Linked DNA regions of Mus musculus: region 2 is linked to region 1. The links are chromatin contacts, called in public Micro-C maps. All regions are on one chromosome and are shown on one strand. Each heading gives the region's core, a stretch centred on a gene start, on an enhancer-like site or on the middle of the called end of the contact. The rest is flanking DNA. Distances are from core to core; before and after follow the strand shown. Region 1 holds the start of Mtfmt (mitochondrial methionyl-tRNA formyltransferase). Region 2 has its middle 13 kb from the start of Pif1.

Evidence for each region. Hi-C and Micro-C count contacts between places; a contact is called where the count stands out from the background.
Region 2: a contact with region 1 is called in a Micro-C map of embryonic stem cells, with 4 times the contacts expected there. The contact joins the enhancer-like site here to the promoter of Mtfmt in region 1. A contact is called at or near these places in 8 of 39 promoter capture datasets (the C10 cell line, the HPC-7 cell line, embryonic stem cells and 4 more), 2 of 15 datasets of contacts at CTCF or cohesin (embryonic stem cells and large pre-B cells), 13 of 484 Hi-C or Micro-C datasets (B cells, the Ba/F3 cell line, CD4 T cells and 9 more), 4 of 115 datasets of contacts at active chromatin or transcription factors (embryonic stem cells and stem cell-derived neural progenitor cells) and 4 of 9 other capture datasets (adipose tissue, liver, macrophages and 1 more).

The regions. Positions count from the first base shown.
Region 1 is chr9:65,433,309-65,439,729 of GRCm38.p6, forward strand. It overlaps Mtfmt (mitochondrial methionyl-tRNA formyltransferase), which reads left to right and starts at 2,474. Exons shown (of 9, transcript NM_027134.3): 1 at 2,474-2,699; 2 at 3,680-3,889; 3 at 6,222-6,344. The coding sequence starts at 2,506.
Region 2 is chr9:65,596,554-65,603,065 of GRCm38.p6, forward strand. It overlaps the pseudogene Gm10144. Among named protein-coding and RNA genes, the nearest start is that of Pif1, 13 kb to the left of the region's middle. Within about 2 kb of position 4,573, at least 5 of the 459 cell types and tissues checked have an H3K27ac peak or open chromatin away from gene starts, as enhancers often do. A contact at or near this core is called in the Ba/F3 cell line and embryonic stem cells, where this site is marked.

The DNA.
Region 1 (6,421 bases), core at 1,224-3,723:
ATTTATTACACAGATCTCCTTGGCCTTGCAGCTCATCTCTGTGCTGAAAGCGAATCCAGTGAGGAATTTATCTGCACTTGGAAGGGTCAGGTTCTTATGTGTCTAACTCACTATGAAGAACTTAAAAAATTTTTTTTTCGTTTTTGAACCAGACAGTAGTGAAGCACATGTTTAATCCCAGCACTCAGGAGGCAAAGGTGAGTAGATCTCTGAGTTTGAGGCCAGCGTGGTGTACAGAGTGAGTTGCAGGACAACAGGGCTGTGCAGAGAAGCCCCTTTCAAAAGACAAAACAAAATTTCATTTTGTATTTAGGGAAAACTCCATCTTTACACTCATATCATATTCAGCTTCTCCTCCTCCTCCATCTCTCCCTCCTCCTCTCCCTCCTCCTCTCCCTCCTCCTCTCCCTCCTCCTCCTTCTCCTCCTCCTCCTTCTCCTCTTTTTCCTCCTCCTCCTCTCCCTCCTCCTTCTCCTCCTCTCCTCCTCCTCCCCCCTCCTCCTCTCCCTCCTCCTCCTCCTCCTCCTCCTCCTCCTCCTCCTCCTCCTCCTCCTTCTCCTCCTCCTTCTCCTCCTCCTCTAAGAAGTTTACTGTGGGAGGATCACAAGGTCTTGGCCAGCATCGAAGACACAGCAAGACCAGACCCTGCCTCACACAAACAAGCAAACAGGGACAGAAAGGTGCCAGTCAGTAGCAATAGGCTGCTCTATGAAGAAAAGATTAATGCTAGCCTCTTGCTCCAACAAGCTAGTTGTGTGGTAGGCAGAGGGTGCTGTGAGCGGCAGGAGGCAGCGTTTGTGGCACAGCTACGTGGGAGAGCTTGAGCTGCTGAAAATAAACTACATCAGCCTTGTGCCTATGTCTGTGCACCGAGTGCACATTGTGCCTGCAATGCCCTCAGAGGCCAGGAGAGGATGCCCTGGAGTTACAGGTGGTTGTGAGCCACCATGTGGGTACAGGAATTAAACAGGAGTCCTTTGTTAGAGCACCCTGTGCTCTTACTTGCTGACCCATCTCTCCAGACCCATACTTGAAGATTTTGCTTTTTAGTGGTGTGTTTGTCGCATGACTGCAGTGCCTGCAGGGGCCAGAAGAGGGCAGTGAGTCTCCTAGATCTGGCAATGTGTGTGCTAGAAAACAAACTCAGGTCCTCTGCAAGAACAGCGAGCATCTTAACCACTGAGCCGTCTCTCCAGCTCCAGTAGGTCACACCTTCAGTCGGTATTCAAAAGACAGCACCTTGAGTGTCAGAATCATGTTCCACTTCCCCTAAGTTAGGATTCTGGGACTGACTTGATCAGAGGAGGATACGGCTTGGCATCACATCTCATTTCCCTCATATGGTCAGATGCACCGGCTAGCAGCATCATAATCTTTGCCTCTCTTTTCTACTTAGCCCAAGGAATTTGCCGCTCTCTGGGCACACATTGGCCAACTTTCCACAACTATGGCAAACAAAGCCGCTCTCAGTTTTGAGGGGACACATGGAGAAAAAAATTATTGAATCTGTGAGGTAGGAGTTCAAGGCCTCAGGGAGGGTGTTGTCTTAGCACTGAAAAATGGATACCATTTAGTGAGGAAGAGAGGAAATGTGAGGTGGATGGAACGCTCAAGGGCACAGAAGCAGGGATCCTCAAAACTAAATGAAAGACTGCTCCAGGGCCTCTGGCTTTCAGGCCATGTGACAGGAATTAGATGAGAGAGGAACCTGATGCTGCTCTATAGCCAGAGCCAGCGTCACAAGCATGACCCATGTTAAGGACCCCAGTGTACCTTGGAAACACATATCTATCTGCACACCATGGTCTTCAGAGGTCTTCAGCAGATAGCCCTCACCCCTCCGTTTCCCTACAGTCTCCCTATGGCATCCCACATGGGAGGCCTGAGAATCTAAGAGTCTTGGATTCCTGAAGTGACTTCAGACAGGTGAGCAAACCTTAGTTTCATTGGGTGTGGAAATCCTGAGTTGCTTAGTAGTTAAGATTGCTGTTCAGGTCGAATGGTTAGGATCATGGCTTTGGAGCTGGAGGGACAGGACCCCTCGTTGCAGAGATGGCTCAGCAGTTAAGAGCACTGGCTTCCCTTCCATAGGACCCAGGTTCAATTCCCAGGCCCATGTGGCAGCTCAGAACTGTCTCGAGTTGTAGGGGATTCCACACTCTTACACAGACATGCATGCAGGCAAAGCACCAAAGCACGTAAAACAAAAATAAATTAAAAAAAAATTTGTAAAGTTTTAAAAAATAGTTTCTTTTAAAGGTTTGTTTTATTCATATGAGTGTCTTGCTTGTGTGTATATATCTGCAGTGTTCTTTGAAGAGCTTGGCTGAATAATACACATCAAAGTCCCCTCAAATTTCTTCCTTAGTGGTTCTTCAGTTGAGCCACGCCTCCAAAGCGGCAGGCCCCGCCTTGTCGTCTGCGCGTGCTTGGGCCTTTGAGCTCTTTGCTCCGCCCCCCACCATGGGCACGCATGCGCATGGTGGGCCGCTGCGGGCCGAGGTGATGCTCCTTCCGCGGTGCTGCTGGGGTCGGTGGCTGATGGGAAGGAGGCCACGCTGTTCCTGTCAAGCACCTGCCGGGTTCGACGGGAAGGACGGCCGAGGTTCCCGAGTCCGCGAGAAGCCGCCTTGGCGGGTGCTGTTCCTCGGCACCGACCACTTTGCCCGGGAAACGCTGCGGGCGCTGCACGCCGCCAGGTACCGGGGCAGGGTCCCACGCCGAGCCGCGGTGGCGACCCCAGGGCAGCGAGGTCCCGGGAAGGCGCCCTGTTGGGTCCCGGCCGGCAGAGCTCCTGTGGCTCCTGCAGCATCTGCCAGCAGACCCTCCATCTCCCCGAGCCTGGGAACCGGTACCTGGAGAGGCCCGGCCAGTACCCAGGGTCGTGGGCGGAGCCGGTTAGCTGAAAAGGGCTGTGACTCCAAAGTTCGTCCCTTCCTGGTGTTGGTGGCCTCCGTTTCCTTGCCCTTTTACACGCCTGTGTTTTCAAATGAATACATTTCTAAGTTAGAACAGTTTCATATACATATAATATTTATGCGATTTAACTAACCTTGTCTACTAGGAAGAAAGTTATTTGTAATTCACCCTTTCCTGAAAGGCTGCTGTGTCTACCGCCCCACTTCCCTGGAAGGATATTTGGTTATTTATCGGTCCCTGGTTTCCAGGCACTTATCTCGCCTCCATCCCTGCCTTCCTACAAACACTTTTCTTTTTAAATAAGATTTTTACTTTGAGATTTTATTTGTATGTGTGTGTGTCTATGAGCATGTACGTGTTGGTGCCTGTGGAGGCCTAAAGTGAGTGTCCCATTCCCTGGAGCTGGAGTGACAGGCCCTTGTGAGCTACACCCTGTGGATGCTGTAAGAAGAGAGCTGACTTCTGAAAGTTTTCCTCTCATTTCCACACACATGCTGTAGCATACGCCTGCACACACGCACACAGTAATAATAGCACATGCCCACACCATGCACACAATAATAATAATAAAAGACAATTTAATTTTTAAATTATTAAATTTAAACCCTGTGTGTTGGTTGCAAAAAATCTTAATTATTTTAGCTCTAAATGTACTATGGGTTTAATCATAAAAATAGCTTTGCTGTGCATGAAATAGTTTAGCTTTGGGCTGTTGCCCTGACACTGTCAAATTTTTTTTCCCCCAATCTTTCTGATTCAGAGACGGCAAAGAGGAAAAGTTAATTGAGAAACTGGAGGTTGTCACAGTGCCTTCGCTATCCCCCAAAGGACTACCTGTGAAGCAATATGCTATTCAGTCTCAGCTCCCGGTGTACGAGTGGCCCGACGTGGGATCTGGAGAATATGATGTTGGGGTAGTGGCTTCCTTTGGCCGGCTTTTGAGTGAGGCTCTTATTCTTAAATTTCCCTAGTAAGTTTTACTTATAAGGAAATACAGTGTGGCGATCATGTCTTTTTTATGAATGGGTCTAGCAACTAAAATGCCATAATTTAAACTGTTTGTTTGTTTTCTTTCTTTCTTTTCTTTCTCCATTCAGACAGGGTCTCATTATATGTAGCCTTGGCTGTCCTGTTGCAATTCACTATATAGAGCAGGCTAGCCTCAAACTCACAGAGAAATCTGCCTATATCTGTCTCCTAGGTGTGTAGATTAAAAGTGTATACCATCAGGCCCAGATTAAACTATGTTTTCTTCCCTGTCTTCTTTTAAAATAAGATTTATTTTTGGCACAAAGTATCGAACTCCTTGGCTTTCCTACGCCCTCATTTAAATATCATGCATTTGCTGACAACCCCTGCCCAACTCTCCCTTGACTCCAGGTACTCACCTTGCCCACAGCTCTGTGTGGATGTTCCATTGGCTTCTCTCACTGAAAAGACTTAACCTCTCTGCAGACCTTTATCTAAGAACTAGGAACCCCAGCCTTCTGGATGCTGGGCCCCAAACCCCAGAGTCATTCTTCAGTTGTCTTGTGTCCCATGTCCAGTCCATTATGGTTAAATCCGTCATCAGCACTATGTCCATTCTTGTCTGTATTAACTGCAGTCACCTCCTAGAGGGCCTCTGCAGATGCTGTGGCCTCTCCTGATTCATTCTACACCAGCTCGACTGCCTGGCTGAATGTGGCAAGCGTTTTCTCCCCTTAAAATCTCTGGCCCAGTTCCTGCCTTGAATCTTAGCACTTGCAAGGCAGAGGCTGCAGCAGCAGCAGCAGCAGCAGCAACAGCAGGCAGCAGATCTCTTGAGTTCAAGGCCAGTCTTCTCTACAGAGTAAATTTCAGGACAGCCAGGGCTTCACAGAAAAACCCTGTCTCTTTTAAAGATTGCTAGGATTTGAACCCAGGACTTCTGGAAGGGCAGTCGTAACTGCTGAGCCATCTCTCTAGCCCCCTGAGAAATCTTGTCTCAAAAAACAAAACAAAACAAATCTCTGTACATGTCAAGCATGCATACATTCCTTTAATCTCAGCACTCTAAGCAGCAGCTGAGAAGAAAATAATAAAATCTCTGCACAGTTCCCTCTATCTGAAGAACTCTTCGTGTTTCTGATGGCATTTCAGTCAACAATAGATGGTGTAGCTGACACTACTCCGTAAGATCGTATGGCCTGGAGATGTGATAGCTGTTGAACTTGTATAAATTTCACCCTCAACTGAATGTTTGGGTAGGAATATCACTTGATGACACGGTATCTTATTATATATCCCTGCTTGCTTTGTTGTTTTAATTAAAAACATTTTTGCATAGATATACTCATTTTATTTTATGTGCATGAGTGTTTTGTTTGCATTTTATATATATATACACACACACACACACACACACACATATACATTTTTTCTTTTTTTTTAAAGATTTATTTATTGGTTATATGTAAGTACACTGTAGCTGTCTTCAGACATTCCAGAAGAGGGAGTCAGATCTCGTTAAGGATGGTTGTGAGCCACCATGTGGTTGCTGGGATTTGAACTACGGACCTTCGGAAGAGCAGTCGGGTGCTCTTACCCACTGAGCCATCTCACCAGCCCTTTTTTTCTTTTTTTAAAGATTTATTTATTATATGTGAGTACACTGTAGCTGTCTTCAGAAACTCCAGAAGAGGGCATCAGATCTCATTACGGATGGTTGTGAGCCACCGTGTGGTTTCTGGGATTTGAACTCAGGACCTTTGGAAGAGCAGTCGGTGCTCTTAACCGCTGAGTCATTCTCCAGCCCTTGTTTGCATAATATGTTTGTGCCCCATGTGGTACCTGGTGTTCAGGGAGGCCACAAGAGGATGTCAGATTCCCTGGAACTGTAGTTATAGATGTTTGTGATCCACCGTGTGGGGTGCTGAGAACCTGAACCCTGGTCCCCTTAACCACTTAGCTGTCTCTCCAACCTCTGCATGCTCTGATTTTAAGTTTTATTGGTTACCTATGGTAAAAGAGTGAACTCACCTCTGACTTTATGTTTTAGGTGATACATTTTCAAGGTCATGTGCTTTTAACCCTATGGGTTTTAGACTACAGGTGATAGATGCTGTCAGGTATTTTCAGGGTGATGATTGTTTGAAACAGGGCCTCAATCTGTGGCACTGGCCAGCCTGGAACTCACAGCAGTTCTCCCCCCTCAGCTTTCCAAGTGCTAGGATTAATAAGTGCCACCATGCCAGGCTCTTGGAAAGTTTAATGATGAAAGCGCATGTTAGTTGGGTAGCAACAACTAGTTCCCGTACTAATTTCTGCCTTTTCTGACTCAGCGGCATACTGAATGTGCACCCCAGTTGCCTCCCGAGGTGGCGTGGTCCCGCTCCGATAATCCACACGGTGCTTCATGGAGACACTGTCACTGGCGTAACGATTATGCAAATTAGACCCAAAAGGTAGAATTTATTAAGTTAAACTAGTGTGTGTCTGAGACCTTTGTGGTTGGGGAGTGGTCAGAGTATGCTGACTTGGC
Region 2 (6,512 bases), core at 3,323-5,822, 170 kb after region 1:
ATCAAGCAGGTTATAGATCTGGCCACCTGTAACTCCAGCTCCAGGGTGCCAGTAAGGCCTGAGGTGTCAGATCCCCTGAAACAGGAGTTATGGGTGGCTGTGAGGCACCTGACCTGGGTGCTGGAAGTGGAACTCGGATCCTTACCAATAGCAAATGGGCTTTTTTTGTTGTTGCTATTTTACAAAATCTCAATTGTTTGAGAGCTAGATGCTGAGGCGAAAGCCTGCTAGCCCAGAGAGGCAGAGAAAACACCCAGCTGACCTCCTTCCTCAGTCTCACCAGTAATGCCCTCTCACACACTGTCTCAAAAAACCTCCTTCAGGGACTGGAGAGATGGCTCAGGGGTTAAGAGCACTGACTGCTCTGCCAGAGGACCTGAGTTCAAATCCCAGCAACCACATGGTGGCTCACAACCATCTTTAATGAGCTCAGATGCCCTCTTCTAGTGTGTCTGAAGACAGCTACAGTGTACTCACATATATTAAAAAAAAAAAAAAAAGTATACCTGGTGGCACATGCCTTTGATCCCAGCACTTGGGAGGCAGAGGCAGGTGGATTTCTGAGTTCGAGGCCAGCCTGGTCTACAAAGTGAGTTCCAGGGCAGCCAGGGCTACACAGAGAAACCCTGCCTCGAAAAACCAAACAACAACCAATAAAAACCTCCTTCAAACGGAATGTCCCTCCCTTCTACTTCATGTGTGTCTATAACCATCCTGACTCTTACTCTCTATGTTTTTTTTTTCTTAATAATCTTATGTTCACCTCCTGTCCACTGGTTGCTTGCTCTGCTTGTTTTTTTTTTTGGGGGGGGGGGAATTTATTTATTTATTATATGTAAGTACGCTGTATCTGTCTTTAGACATCCCAGAAGAGGTTCAGTTATCATTACAGATGGTTGTGAGCCACCACATGGTTGCTGGGATTTGAATTCAGGACCTTTGGAAGAGCAATCAGTGCTCTTAACCACTGAGCCATCTCTCCAGCCCCTGCTCTGCCTTTTGATCTAAGGTCGACTTTATTTAATCCTGCTTACAATATTCAAGCAGAAAGCTCTTGGATTCAAGGTGTGTGCTAAGGCTGAGCTACACCACAACTAGAAACAGATTTTTCCAGTAAGCAACACAATCTCAGGGTTCACACTGTGATCAAATATCTTGCAACATCACCTCCCATTTGTCTAAATGAAAAGATAAGATCTTAGCTCCAATATAGTAAAAGTATTTACAGTAATGAAGCTATTTCTGCCAAGCTTTCCACAATGTCCAGCTTGGTTGTATTTGGCAGTCAAAGGATTAAGTATTTTTGAGTTCTGCATTCTGTACAATGCTCGTGTCAGTCTTATATGAACTCATTTGAATGTCCTGAGCAGTTTGTAGTTCTAAGCTGATCTTTGGGTGGTGTTTATCAGCTTAGTGGCAATCCTGGCTAGGTAGAACATAGCAGTCAACTCAAAGGTGTCCACTGTTTGTGTAGAGCCTGGTGGTAGAAGAGGCTTGGGGCAGTTCTGTCCAGTGGTTAGCGTCCCCACAATCCAGGTGGATTAGTCATTGTAGGTCCCCATCCTCTCAGAGACCTCAAAGGGAACCGTTAGGAATGGTAGAAAACTTAAACATTTTTTAAAAATATTTATTTATTTATTTATTATAAGTACACTACTGTAGCTGTCTTCAGATACTCCAGAAGAGGGCATCAGATTTCATTATGGATGGTTGTGAGCCACCATGTAGTTGCTGGGATTTGAACTCAGGGCCTTTGGAAGAGCAGTCGGCACTCTTAACCGCTGAGCCATCTCACCAGCCCCCAAACCTAAACATTTTAAATGATATGTTCAGCAGATCTCTAAAAGGTTTGAGGATCCCGTCTATCGAGTACATCCGAGGTACACAAACTTGGTTCCTAGTTACTTGCTTCAGACTCAAGCCTGAAAACATGCACAGGAAGCTCGATGAAGATTACTTCCAGAATTAGTTAGTACTCTGTGTGATGACAGAAAATTTATAGATAACATAATAATTTCATAGATTTTGAGATAATATTTATACTTTAAGGAAAGTTTTAGAGAGTTAAATGAAAGCCGAAAGATTAAGGGATTAGTGGCAATAGAATAATAGTAAATCCCTTATTTCTTGTTTTCTTCTGTCCAGGAGGCTCTTCTGATATGAAACAGAGATTTTTGGATTTTCCTTTAACAAGCATGAGTGGGCTAGAGAATGAGAGAGCCACCCCAAAGTCAGCTTTAGTTTTTAATTGAATTGAGACCATATAAAGCTCATTTGCCACTTGTGACTGTAGAGGGCAGCAGAGACAAGCATTTGGGAATCCGCTATGGGCCAGCTGCAAGATAGGAAAAAAGAAAGGAGTGCCTGCGGGGGGGGGGGGGGGGGGAGGGGCGGGAGTGTGGGAGTCAGAGGGGAGGTGGGGCTGTCCAGCTCGCCCCCCGCCCCCACCCCCACTTAGTCCCCACACCCCACCACCAACACTGCCCCCCGGTGGTTGTCAAGTGGGAAGGGGCAGCTACTCGGGCAAGATGGTGGCACTGGTGCCGGTGCTAGTCTGGAGCTCTGAGCTGTGATTTCAGACCACGGAAGTGGATGATATCACGTGACCAATTTACCCTTTTTCTTGGGACATTTTCTCTTTTTCTTCAGATGTTTTACTTGTCCAGCGGTCTCAAGATTCCATACTTAAATGCTTTTATTCTCCTGGAAAGATAAAAGCTAAACCCTTCCTCCCACCCTAACTCTCAGGGGTTATTTCTTGGCAGCTTATATCTTTCCTAGGGTAAAATGGCTTTTTGTTTTGTTTTGTTTTGTTTGGCAACAGAAAAAGTATTATCTTTCAATTGAAATTTTAAAAATTATTGTGAAAATTTGAAACTAAATAGATCTTAGTATGTGTGGGTAAATATACCAATATTTCCCTTTCTCTTTATGGGATGGTTCAAGGTTTAAGTGTATTTATTTTTAGATCACAAAGAACATTCACTTTGACCGGGCGTGGTGGCCCACGCCTTTAATCCCAGCACTCGGGAGGCAGAGGCAGGCAGATTTCTGAGTTCGAGACCAGCCTGGTCTACAAAGTGAGCTCCAGGACAGCCAGGGCTATACAGAGAAACCCTGTCTCAGAAAAAAAAAAAAAAAAAAAAACAAAAACCATTCACTTTGAATTGAATTTCAGTATGCTTTTTGCAAGCAGCTTTTAAATTTAAATCACTGTAATTCTTATGTGCCTGCCTCTGCCTCCCAAGTGTTAGGATTAAAGGTATGCACCACCCCTGGCTATGGGCTCCTTAGAACAGTTATTCTCATAGGGTTGTCCTGGTTCTCTATTTCCCCTTATTCTTTTTTTTTTTGTTATGGAAAAAATGTTTATTTTGAAATTATTTTAATTTAGAAATAGAAAACCTCATAGGAAGGAGGAAAGAAACAAGAACCACAAAGCATCCAGGCAACGTTTCACTTCATGATCGTGTCACCCCCTCACTGTTCACTCGTCCCGTGATGAGAAAGGACTCAGCCACCCACAGAATTGTTATTAATAGGGATATGGATCAGTTTCATGAGGAAGCCAATGAATCCCATGATCGCAAATCCTACCGCTGTGGCCATGGAGAGCTTCTGGAATTCCCTTCTGTCCGGTTTGGTGCTTCTTTTAACCAGCCGAACTGAGTCCTTTACAAACTGCCGACTTGGCTCGACAAAGTTCATTACCTGCTCCATGTTTGTGGGACGGCGTCTTGAGAGGGTAGAGACACCTAGCTTAGGAGAGAGTTTCCCCTTATTTCAGCATTAGGGTTAAACTTTCAAGTTTTTCCAATTTGTATTTATCATCCTCACTGATTTATTCTGAATTCATTCCCAGGCAAATTTTAATATTCTAGTCTTAATTAAACATGATGCTAATTTGTCCACTGTCTCATTATTTTCAGACATTTTATGTCTTGCCTGTATAAGCTACACAGAATTCAATGTCTTTGCTAAGTGTTGCTAGGTTTTGTCACTTCCATTCATTCACGCCTCCCAGGCTCAGGTATCTTTGCCATTTATCTGCCAGTTAGTGGTTTTCCGTTTTTGATGACCACGTAGCTATACCATTGCACAGGCCATGAATTGAAGATAGAGAGTTTTCCTTTTGCTTTCCTAGTTGTTTGTCTTATAGTCAACACTGCTGTGCCGGTTTTGTGGTTCTTTTTTCAGCATTGGCCATTCCATTCTCTGCTCTATAGTCTGCCATTTTCTATCAGTTTGAGTTCCATCAGTGGTTGATGAAGCATCAGGAAGCCAAAAGTTGTAACCATTCCGTTGGTTCCTATAGTTTAATGGGTGCCTCTTTGGGGGAGGGGAGAGCTGTTTAGGCAACTGAGGGAATTTCCTCTGTGTTAGAAGGCACAGATCCCTTTGCACCACATCCTGGTCACAAAGGGTTTTGGATAGGTACATTGTGTGCCAAATGCTTTTTTTTTTTTTTTTTTTTTTTTTAAATCTCAATCGTTTGATTTCTACCAATGAGGACCAGGAGCTGGGATGGAAGCCTACTAGCTCAGAGAGGCAGAGAAAGCACCCAGCTGACCTTCCTCTCCAGCCAGGAATCTCCTCCCTCACACTGTCTCAACCTCCTTCAAACTGAAGGTCCCTCCCTTCTACTTCCTGTGTGTCTCTCTATCCATCTTCCTGATGCCCTCTTACTCTCTATGGGTTTTTTTTTTTGTTTGTTTTTTGTTTTTTTGGTTTTGTTTTTTTGGTTTTTCGAGACAGGGTTTTTCTGTAGCCCTGGCTGTCCTGGAACTCACTCTGTAGACCAGGCTGGCCTCGAACTCAGAAATCCGCATGCCTCTGCCTCGCAAGTGCTGGGATTAAAGGCATGCGCCACCACGCCCGGCTCCTCTCTATGGTTTTTGTTGGAATAATCCTATGTCGACTTCCTGTCAGCTGGTTGCTTGCTCTGCCTCCCAACCTGTGGTTGAATGTATTTAATCCTGTTTACAATATTCAAGTAGAAAGTTCTTGGATTAAATGTATGTGCTACACTACAATTAAAAACCTTTTTTCCGCCGGGCATGGTGGCGCACGCCTTTAATCCCAGCACTTGGGAGGCAGAGGCAGGCAGATTTCTGAGTTCAAGGCCAGCCTGGTCTACAAAGTGAGTTCCAGGACAGCCAGGGCTATACAGAGAAACCCTGTCTCAAGAAACCAAAAAAAAAAAAAAAAAAAACTTTTTCCCCCCAGTAAATAACACAATCTCGGGGTTCACAGTGTGATCAAATATCTTACAACGGGCAGTACACACTCTTATCCACAGAGCTATCCCTCTCACCCCTGAAGAGAGGTTTCCTTGCTTCCCAGAAGTCACACCAGGAGAAGACATCTGCCTAGACCACCTGGGTGCCTGAAGGTCCTCTCCTCAAGCAATCTTGTGGTAAAGCTGCTCCTGGAAGGCCTGGACAACAAAGGCAGGTGTGCTCCCTGAGGGACCTGCAGATATCGCTGCCCCTGAGGCAGGGATGCAGAAACAAACGTAGCAGTTCTTTATGGGGGCATCTAATCTGATCTATCCTGGAATGTATATCTCTGGGGGCTCTAGTGAAACCTCACCTGAGTCAGGATTCAAGATTGTCGACACTGAAGATGATGACACAGTGCTTCAATGGCTGCTAACACACGCAGTGACCACCACCCACAAGTGACAGTCACACACACACACACACACACACACACACACACACACACCACACACGATCTATCTACAGTGTAGAGGGAGAAGGGACAGCCTATCTAGGTGCCTCATACCCCGGCAACCCTGTCAGCTTCCTGGATGCTCCCAGGAGACTCTCTCCCCAATCTCGAAGACCCTCCTTTTTTCTGCCTTTTCCCCACAGCTTCATCTCAAGGATGTGGGCCTAGAAAGCAAATCCAGCTAAGCCTTGGGCAGCTTCAGGATTTTAAACAAAAGAGCCAGTGTGAGTGGTGACTGATTTAGAATGGGGAAAGGAGGAGAGCAAGCAAAAAGAACACAAAGGCCAACACATCCCCAGTGTTCCTCTTACCCGATGATGACGGGAAATACCTGTCCATCTGGCAAGATCATCCTTTTTTTTTTTTCCCCATAAATATTGATCAGTCATCCCTCATGTGTTAGGTGCTGGGCTCTGCACTGTAGATCCCATAGTACACAAGACTCACATGGCCCACTTCAGGGTGCTGAAGGAGATCTACTACAAATGGGACAAATTGGAAGACTATGACCTAGAAACTATGACAATGGTACATAACCAGAAAAGGAGTTCAGGGCCCTCTAGGTGAACAGAACTGATAGAATGTGAATGTATATGTATATGCATATGCATATGTATATGTATATAGAGTATTTATGCCAGGCATAGTGGCGCACGCCTTTGATCCCAGCACTTGGGAGGCAGAGACAGGCGGATTTCTGAGTTCGAGGCCAGCCTGGTCTACAGAGTGAGTTTCAGGACAGCCAGAGCTATACAGGGAAACCGTGTCTTGAAAAAAAA